Linked DNA regions of Columba livia: region 1 is linked to region 2. Evidence: chromatin contacts called from public Hi-C data. All regions are on one chromosome and are shown on one strand. The core of a region is the stretch at or near the end of the contact, and the rest is flanking DNA. Distances in the headings are between cores, read along the strand shown.

Region 1 (5,071 bases), core at 1,393-3,892, 120 kb after region 2:
GGCTGAACAGCACTGAGACAATCACTAGCTCCATGCTAGACTCCAGACTGCAAGGAAGTCTAACAGCAATAAGTTAAAAAAATCTACTTGAGTTATAAAAAAATACATTTTTTTTAATTGTTCTGGTTCTGTCACTTCTCAATGTCACTCAGCATGAATTGCCTTTCAAATCCTTGTTGAGACAAAAACCTTTGAAAAGCATACTCTCATCTGTTGTAGATATCAGATTTCAAGACATACTTAACCTTTAACCTAAGGTCTAGCATGATATTTATTTTTACCACACCTCAGTATTATTAAACTGCTCCAAAATACGTTTTAGTCCCCCTCCTCTCTCTCTCTCCCCCCGCCTCCTTCCTGCTTTTTTTAATAGTAATGTCCCATCATCATCTATCCTTCAGCAGGTCAGCACAACAATCATTAAGATGTTCTCACATATATACTGGTCTAGAACTCCAATAGATCATTTTTTTGCATGCATAACAGCACAGTTACATAGGCTGCTGTTTTTCTAATTCTACAGTATGCACATTATCAATAACTGGAAACAATATATCATGTTAACAGGAAAAGAGAATGTTTAATCAATTGGATGAATTGACTGGAATCCCCAGGGAAGCTGCTTTTAATGAAATGGAAATTTATGTCAGTTCAAAGCACTGAAGTATGAGTTTTTCCAACATTCACCAATCCTATGATGAAGAAGACCACACTGAAGCCCTCAATTGGACAAAGCCAAGTATGAAATTCTAAGTATTCATAAACAAAATAACGAGAATATAAACAACACAGCATGAATTACAAAAAAATTCTAGACCATTTAAAAAGATATTAAAAAGAAATAACAAGTTGAAAGTTTAGATGTCTCCTATTATCCTAGACATCTAGATACTACCAGTTATTTCCAAATTTTAAGTCTAGCTGCATGTCTTCTCAACAGTAGAATCTTTTTTTAATCAAAAACAGAAATATAAAACTATTATGACATACCTTTAGGTGCCTTAGAAAGCACACATATATAAATAAACCTTTCAACTGTCTGCTAAACATACCTTCCATGTCAATATCATACCACGAGTTCATTAAGTCTTCACATGTCAGGTGGTTGGGCAGCTTCTCTCTCAAAGTCACTTGAAGAAGCTACTTCATTTTTAGAACTCAATGCTTCTTGGCAGTAACACTGACAATACGCACAACTTTATTCTAAGCCATCCAGTCCACTTTTGAAACACTCACGTTTTCAAGACCAGCTACGAGGTGATTTTCCAAATACCTGTACCACTTTTTCTCCCAAAACCTCTAGTAACCTAGTACATTTCACACCTCACAACTCCAAATCCCACAATGGTTAGCCAAAGACTGCAGGCACTTGGTAAGTATACGAGCATGAATTACAGGAAACAATTATTAGTTGTGCATGACATGTGAAACTCAGACCTATCCTTGGATGACTTAGCCATCCCAATGCATCAGCAAAAATAAGATGCTGGCTCCTCACACCCCAATTTTGACAGTGTTTAGACTTTAAATGTATGAGTCAGGGATTAAGAGTCAACTCTTTCTCCTAACAGCACAAGACTTATCTCTTAATAGCAGGCACTAGGGAAGGCACAAGAAATCCTAGGACAGCTAAAAATTAAGGTTGAAACTCCCAGCCCTCACATTTCTCCCACATTAGGCACACGCGTGACCTTCACAGAAAGACTGAGGCTCCATGCAATACATGACCGGGACCAGGGTAACCGCAGTCCTGGCATCCCATCTCCTCTGCCCCGGCGGCCCCGCACCTGCAGCCTGTCCCCGTCCCGCACGCAGGTCACAGAACACAAAAAGCGACGCAAACCGCCTCCCCCGCGACACGCACAGGGAAGGGCCGCCCTGGGAGAACCCCCCCGCTCCCCGCAGCCCGCTCCAGCACCGCCCGCCGCTCCCGCCCCCCCGTCCCCTGGGCCGGGTCACTTACTGAGCTGCCCGGAGCCGGGGTCCCTGCCGCCCGCTCCCCCGAGCACGCTGCCGCCCAGGCCGCCCAGGGCCCCGCCGGCGGGCGGCGTGCCGCTCTGCCGCTCGAAGTTGCCCGGGTTGGAGAAGAAATCGCGAAGCCGGGGCAGCTCCCGGCCGCTCTCCAGCAGCTCCGTGTGCAGCTCCAGCGCCGTCAGCAAGAACTGGTCCCGCAGGAGCTGCGCCGCTATCGCGTCCATCGGCACCCGCGGCGGCTCCCCCGCGCCGGGGCCCGAACCGGCCCCGCCGCCCGCCCCCGCACCGCCGCTGCCATCGCCCGGCGCCGCCGCACGGAAACCTGGCAGCTCCTCGGGGCTCCCCGCGGCTCCTGCCGCCTCCCGCTGCTGCCGCGGGTACGCCGGCCCGCCCGGCTCGTTGCTGCTGCTGCTGCCGCCGCCGGGCCTGGACTCCTCGGGCTCGTCCTCCTCGGAGTCGCTGAGGAAGGGGTTCACGCTGGTGCCCCCGCCCGTCGCCGCCATCTTACAACCCAACACGGCGCGACCACCGCCGAGGCGCTACCGCGGCAAAGGCTGCGCGGAACCGCCGCCGCAGCCAGTTCCGACGGAGCCGGGGCCGCTGCCAGCCCCTGCGCTGCTGCGGGCGCTGCCGCCGGCAGCAACACCGACTCCCGCCCGCCTCCTCCGCCGCCTCCCACCGGCCCCACTACCGCTTCCGGATCCCCGCACTCGCGAGAGCTCCCCCAGCCAACCGCGAGCGGCGCCCCGGCACTCAGACCCGCCCCCTCCGCGCGGGAGCCGGGCAGCAGCTGGGGGCGGGGCCTGAAGGAACAGCAGGTGCCTTGCCGAGGGGCGTGGCTTGCGGGCCACGCCCGGGCGGGGGGCGTGGCCAGGGAGAAGGAACTTCCAGGCGGAAGTGGAAGTTGCCGGGGTTCGTGGTGGGGGAGATGAGTGAGTTCTGGCGCTTGCGCACTGAGCGCTTCCCGCAGGGGCAGGGGGGCGGCAGCTGCTGGGCCGGGTACCTGGCGCTGGGTCTCTCTTGGCGGGGTCCCTTATTGCGGGGCTGGGCGCAGGACTGCGCCTTCCGGCCTCCGGAGAGCTATGACTAGTCTAGGGGCCTTGCGGCGGCCACCCAGCCTGTGGCTTAAGGGCGTCGCTGGGGTGGGAGCGGTGCGGGGCTCGGCTTCCGTGCCCGGGATGGTGCCCAGGCCGCAGGGCACCCGTCGGCTGTCTCGATGCCCGGTTTGTGTCGGCTGGAACCGTGTGGGGCCTCTGGGCCATGCGGGTTCTTGGGAGGGTGAGCCCTCTGCCCCCAATGGGCGTGAGCATCAGCTGTGCTTGGTAGGCCTGGAGTTAGGGGGGTGTTAATAAGTTGTGGATCTGGAAGCATGTCGCTTTCACTCTTACAAAAAGAGTGTAAAGGTGTTACCTGGCAAGAAACTTGAAGCCACAATGTAGCAACTGGTGATACTTGCTACTGTGGAAAGTTTGGCTCACTAGAAATGACACAAAACAGGGTCAGCATTGGTTTCTGTGGTTTCTTTGAAAAAATTGTCCTGTTCTATTTGCACTGTACTGATAGGAGTTCTGATAAAGCTGATTGACTACAGCTTTGGGGCTGAACCTTAGGAATAAAAGGAGAATTTATAACCTTTGGAAGAAGGGGCAGGCTACTCAGGAGGACTACAAGGATACCATGAAGTTATGCAGGGAGAAAATTAGAAGCACCAAAGCTTAACTAGAACTGAAACTGGCTATTGCTGTAAAAGGGAACAAAAAATGCTTCTATAAATACATCAGCAACAAAAGGACGGCTAAGGAGAATCTCCACCCTCTGGTGGATGTGGGTGGGAATATAGTGACAGAGATGAGGGAAAGGCTGAGGGGTTAAATGCCTTCTTTTCCGCAGTCTTTAATAGTAAGACCAGTTATGCCTCAGGTACCCAGCCCCCTGAGCTGGAAAACAGGGATGGGGAGCAGAATGAAGCCCCAGTAATCCAAGGGGAAATAGTTAGTGACCTGTTACACCACTTAGACACACACAAGTCTATGGGGCCAGATGGGATCCACCCAAGAGTTCTGAGGGAGCTGGTGGAGGTGATCACCAAGCCACTTTCCATTATCTTTCAGTAGTCCTGGTGAACTGGGGAGGTCACAGTTGACTGGAGGTTGGCAAATGTGACACCCATCTATAAGAAGGGCTGGAAGGAGGATCTGGGGAATTACATGTCTGTCAGTTTGACCTTAGTGCCAGCGAAGGTCATGGAGCAGCTCATCTTGAGTGACATCATGTGACACATATAGAACAACCAGGTGATCAAGCCCAGTCATCATGGGTTTATAAAAGGCATGTCCTGCCTGACCAGCCTGATCTTCTGTGACAAGGTGACCCGCTTAGTGAATGAGGGAAAGGCTGTGGATATTTAGACTTCAGCAAGGCCTTTGACACCATATCCCACAGCATTCTCCTGGAGAAGCTGCAGCTCATGGTCTGGATGGGTGAACTCTGCGATGGATAAAGAACTGGCTGGATGGCCGGGCCCAAAGAGTTGTGGTGAATGGAGCCCAATCCAGTTGGCAGCTGGTCACGAGTGGTGTTCCCCAGGGCTCAGTATTGGGGCCAGTTCTGTTTAATCTCTTTATCAATGATCAGGACAAGGGGATCAAGTGCACCCTTAAGTTTGCAGATGACACCAAGTTGGGTGGGAGTGTTGATCTGCTGGAGAGTAGGAAGGCCATACAGACGGATCTGGACAGGCTGGATCATTGGGCTGAGGCCAATTGTATGAGGTTTAACAAGGCCAAGTGTCGGGTCCTGCACTTGGGTCACAACAAGCCCAGGCAGAGCTACAGGCTCAGGGAAGAGCGGCTGGAAAGCTGCCTGGGGGAAAAGGATCTGGGGGTGTTGATTGAGAGACGGCTGAACATGAGCCAGCAGTGTGCCCAGGTGGCCAAAAAGGCCAACAGCATCCTGGTTTGTATCAGCAATACTGTGGCCAGCAGCACTAGCGAAGTGATCGTCCCCCTGTACTTGGTGTTGGTGACACCCCACCTTGAATCCTGTGTTCAGTTTTGGGGCCCTCATGACAAGAAAGACATTGAGGTGCTAGGGAGAA
Region 2 (4,432 bases), core at 1,426-3,925:
AGAACAGGAAAAAAGGAAGAAAAAGGATTTTCTCCTGCACCATCTCCTCTGGTAAGGACAACGTGCATGATTAGCAGCACTACTTAAACAGCAGCAGTTCCTCCTCTGGATTTGCAGGGAGGAATGCTGCTTTTTGATTCGCCCCTTACAACATTTTGCTAATGTGGACTCAGTGATTTTATGTGAAGTAGTACCTTTCACTTTGCAATCAGGTTAAATAAACTGGCATGTAAAGAAGCTGTTCTTATGTATTTTGTTTTCTGCTTCAACCTTCCCACTCAATGAGGTGACTGACACCACAGCACAAAAGCAGACCAAACTGGCAGGGCTCTGGAGAAATCATTTGTTGTATAGCAAAAGTTCACTCTTCATTCTGGAAATTAAGACGGCACCATGCAAGAGGAAGGGAGAAGAAACACATTCATGGAAATCTTTCTGTCTGAAATGGGACTTGTTCCTATCAGCACCTGGGATTGTATTCCTGTTGCTTCAGCAGTGACTGCCACAAGATTCCCAGTTCGATTTTTCCAGAGGTAACATTTCAACTCAGCCAAGGTGAATGCGAATCGTTTGCTTTTAGCGTCATGGGGGTTGGGCAGGGGTTGGGAATCCTCATAGGGCAGATGCTGCTGGGCAGAGCTCCATGGTGCCCACATGCCCAAGTGAGGTTGCCCGAGCACGTGCCTTTCGGGTCACAAGTATCCCTGACAGACTGAAAAGAGCAACAGCCATTTGGAAGGAGGTTTGAAGAAGAACTAGCTGATAAGGTTTGGAGTGGTTCAGCATTCCTTGCAAGAAACCCCTGACAGCCTGGTCAAATAGACTTTGATTTTCCAGTGACTATTATTAAGTGTCTATTAGTAATATATATTACATACTCCAGAAATAACTTTTCCACATGAAGCATTTGCAGCCTTTTTACCATATCCAATATGATGTGCAGGCACAAGTGGATTCTCCAGTCATTATAGATGTCTTTTAAGGGTGGTGGTGAGGAGGCATTACTGCCCCATTTGAATGGAGGTATCTATTAAAACTATAGCTTTATTAAATACTTGATTAGCACAAAACCACCCTTCACCAGGGATCTGTTTTGTAGTAGACATGGCAGAGTAGTTGCTCAGATATCAATATGATAAAAGGAGGGGAACCTGAAACGGGCAAGTAGAAATTACAACATTTTAGTGATGCTACTCCCACATATGCTGTAAGCCTTGCAGAGCAGTTCCCAATCTCTACATGAACATGTAGCAAAGGACACAGATTAACAGCAGTTACTGTCTATACTGATCTTTAGTGCCATGTTGTTTTTCATGGGGATAAGAAGGGCTGCTCCAGTGTCCCTAAGCAAAAGATTGCTCCTCGTTTTCCCATGGTTACATGCAGAATTACTGCTGCCCTTCAGGCCTGAAGTGGCTGAGTTTCAAGAGCATGCAGTATATTTGTCAAGGATAATGCATGTTGTGACTCCTCAGACTGAGAGAATTGTGAAAATGCATGCTGTGCAGGAGGAGACTTCGGGCATTAGTTGGAATCACCGCCCACTCCTCAGCAATAAGGCATTTCACATCAGATCTATGAGAGTTCCTGTTCAGTTCCACATGTGTGCATGAATGTGCATCATTGTGGCACATACTGGGGAAGGGAAGCACTTTTTGTTAAAACACACATACAAAAAATATTTCAAAAGCCTAACCAGGAGTGGTTTTACAGTCACATTTCTTTTTTTTTTTTTTTTTTTGGCAAAATAAGCATAGGCATATAGTAATGTATTTTATTTTCTCCACTAATTTGAATAAAATCTTCACTTTTTCTCAAGTAGATCTTTAAGATTTTTATTATAATTAATTGTGTGTATTACAATAGCAGCCAGAAGCCTTCACATTAGTGCCTAATGCATAGGGCCCTGTTGTACAAACAGATGTTAAAAAACAGCCCTAGCTCCAAACTGACAACAAAAGAAATCATGAGGATTTGGGGTCCATGTCTAAACATTCAGGCAAAGACCCAGGGATCACGCAGCATGCTGATGGGTGTGATATGGTTTCTTCACCTTTGGGTAGACTCTGGAGGCAAAAAAAGAATCGAATCTGTTGGCCCATCATGTTTGCCGTAAGGGAGCAGCCATGCTTGCTGATGATTCGAGCTTCAATCTTTGCTCGGTCACTGAGGACACTTAGGAAACTTCTAATTGTCTTCTCTGAAATCAGGATTTTGAGCCTGCTCTCTGGTGATGGATACAAACTAAGGGAAGAAAGAAGCTGCAGAGGGAGAAGGAGGAGGAGACAGACCTGCAGACAGGTAGTTTACCCAGAGCTGAGCACAAAAATCCGGTCCCTCCTGCCCTGTATGTGGGGCTGGTTGAATGCCTTCCGGTGAGGCTGATGTCCGGGATGAGTGCTTTCCAGAATAACAAGACTGAAAAAATGAAGATGAAGTGGGAAAATATCTGCACCACCTTGCATGGAGGTGATGGTGGCTCTGCTTCCTTGTCCCTACTGCACCAATGGCTAGGGGATAGAGAATAAGGCCAGAAGTGGCTAGAAAGAGGTTGTAAAGGATCCAGCAGGAAAGACAAAAGAATATCACAGATAAGGGTGAGCCTCAGTTACACACCTCCAAAAGAGCAGAGGTAGCTTGGGCCATCACTGAATGGGACAACCCACCTGCCTGGCTGAGTCTAGGCTAGGATGGTCTAGTTTTCTGAAGGCCATGCCGAGGTGAAAGGAAGATGGGTTGTTCATGCATCATATTTGCCAGCCACTTAAGACAGAGGTTTGCATGTCTGTGATGAACTTTATATGCCAGAAATACAAATAATGCAGAATTGTTCTCCTGAGAGGCGAAGGTGGCTAAGCCCATCCTTTTGTTTTATGGATGAGAAGCTCATCATGACACAGTGGTCACTTTGTCAGCTTTGTAGATGTTCTTCACCCCCAGAGCAGTACTACTGCAAACAGAGCAGCTATGCAGTGAACTCCTCAGCATTAAAAACCTTCCCAGAGAGGAGCCCTTCTTACCAAAGATCTCTTTCATCAGGGTAGATGAGATCACACTAGATAAGAGATCTCTTTGCTGTCCGGCAGGAAACACAGCACTGACCCTTCTGAAGGCTCAGACTGAAGATAGCCTCCAGCAGCACTCACGTGTGCAGGAGAATGTCAGAAAATTACCCCTTGTCAGGAAATCATTATAAATGTTATCTTTTTCTCTTGGGAGTTTCTTGAGTCTCTGTTCTCTTCACCTCTCTCCACAGTGGCTGGTGGAGGAGGCTGCAGGATACAGGACCTGAACCAAAGCCAACTGAGAAGTTGAGACTCTCTTCTAACTACAAGTGCTGTTATTATTTAAATCCAACCCTTTGGTGCTGCTGCTCATCAGTTCTCAGTGTAATAGTGGCTACGTTCTGATTTCAACTCAGACAGGCTGAGCTCTGGAAATAGCTTCATTCTACCGAAGTTGAACTCTGCTTATCAACGAAAATATCAGAGGGAATGGCAAAATTGTTCAGGCAGATGAAGGAACATGTCTTTGACCCTGACTAAAATCTCTGGTTTTGGGTAATCCTTCCCTCTCCTATCACTCAGAAAATGTCCACAGCTGGTTACCATAGATCCTTCCTTTACCTGCTAGCAGTTCTGTGTGTCAAACTTCAGTGTGGTTATTCATGGAGCAGTGTGCCAGGCACACATCACTCTCACCTTCAGGGCTATGACTTCCTCAGGTGAGGTGTAATAAGTCAGAGATGAATCAAGAGTCCAAAACTAAATGCTCTTTCCTCTGGGTTACTCTGATAGGCTTCTAAGGCATGCCAGCTCTATTTTGCCAGTTAATGCTCGCTTGGGGCAGCACTACACATATCCATATCTGCAAAATAATAAGGGGCACGCCAGGATCTTGGCTCTGGCACTGGTTTGAGACTGGAGTGTCTGCTTCCTTGGGGAAAGACGGAAAGGGCTGATGCCACCCATCCGGTCCCAACAGGGAGGCAGATGTTGGCAGCAGCACTATGCTTAGCGGCAGACGTAGCCACCCCTTCCCTCCACCACCACAGAGGCATCAAGAAGGCCCAAGACTCAGCAAAATAGGTGCAACTTAGTGGCAAAAAGAAAACCCCAAGGTAGAGCTCAGGGGTGCCTTTCAGTGCCGACCTCCATCATGTCACCCTCTGGGAGCACCCCACAACACTGCTCTCCACAGAGTCCCTGTCCCAAAGGATCTCCTCAACTCTCCTTTGTCGTTTGCCGGGAGAGGTGCAAGGGATTAGGGGGTAAGGGGGAGCCCATCGCCTTGTGAGGGAGGCAAGGGAGCCCTGCCACTGCTTCTGCAAGGGAGGCAGCATGCCCGGCTTCCAACGTGTGACTGTCCCTGCTGGTAACCTCCTCAGTGAGGGCATCATCACCCGTAACCAGCTCAGTGAGGGCACCACCAC

What was found. Hi-C and Micro-C count contacts between places; a contact is called where the count stands out from the background.
Region 1: a Hi-C map of crop shows a contact between it and region 2, with 4 times the contacts expected there. The contact joins the promoter of RELCH here to the enhancer-like site in region 2. A contact is called at or near these places in 2 of 2 Hi-C or Micro-C datasets (crop and liver).

What each region holds. Positions count from the first base shown.
Region 1 is chr2:75,848,492-75,853,562 of bColLiv1.pat.W.v2, forward strand. RELCH (RAB11 binding and LisH domain, coiled-coil and HEAT repeat containing) reads right to left here and starts at 2,643. Exons shown (of 28, transcript XR_010470319.1): 1 at 1,964-2,643. The region is part of intron 1 of PIGN (phosphatidylinositol glycan anchor biosynthesis class N); the gene reads left to right.
Region 2 is chr2:75,730,701-75,735,132 of bColLiv1.pat.W.v2, forward strand. All of the region lies in intron 1 of PIGN (phosphatidylinositol glycan anchor biosynthesis class N), which reads left to right. TNFRSF11A (TNF receptor superfamily member 11a) reads right to left here. Exons shown (of 10, transcript XM_021297558.2): 10 at 1,820-4,432. Among named protein-coding and RNA genes, the nearest start is that of TNFRSF11A, 28 kb to the right of the region's middle. Within about 2 kb of position 2,676, at least 1 of the 3 cell types and tissues checked has an H3K27ac peak away from gene starts, as active enhancers do.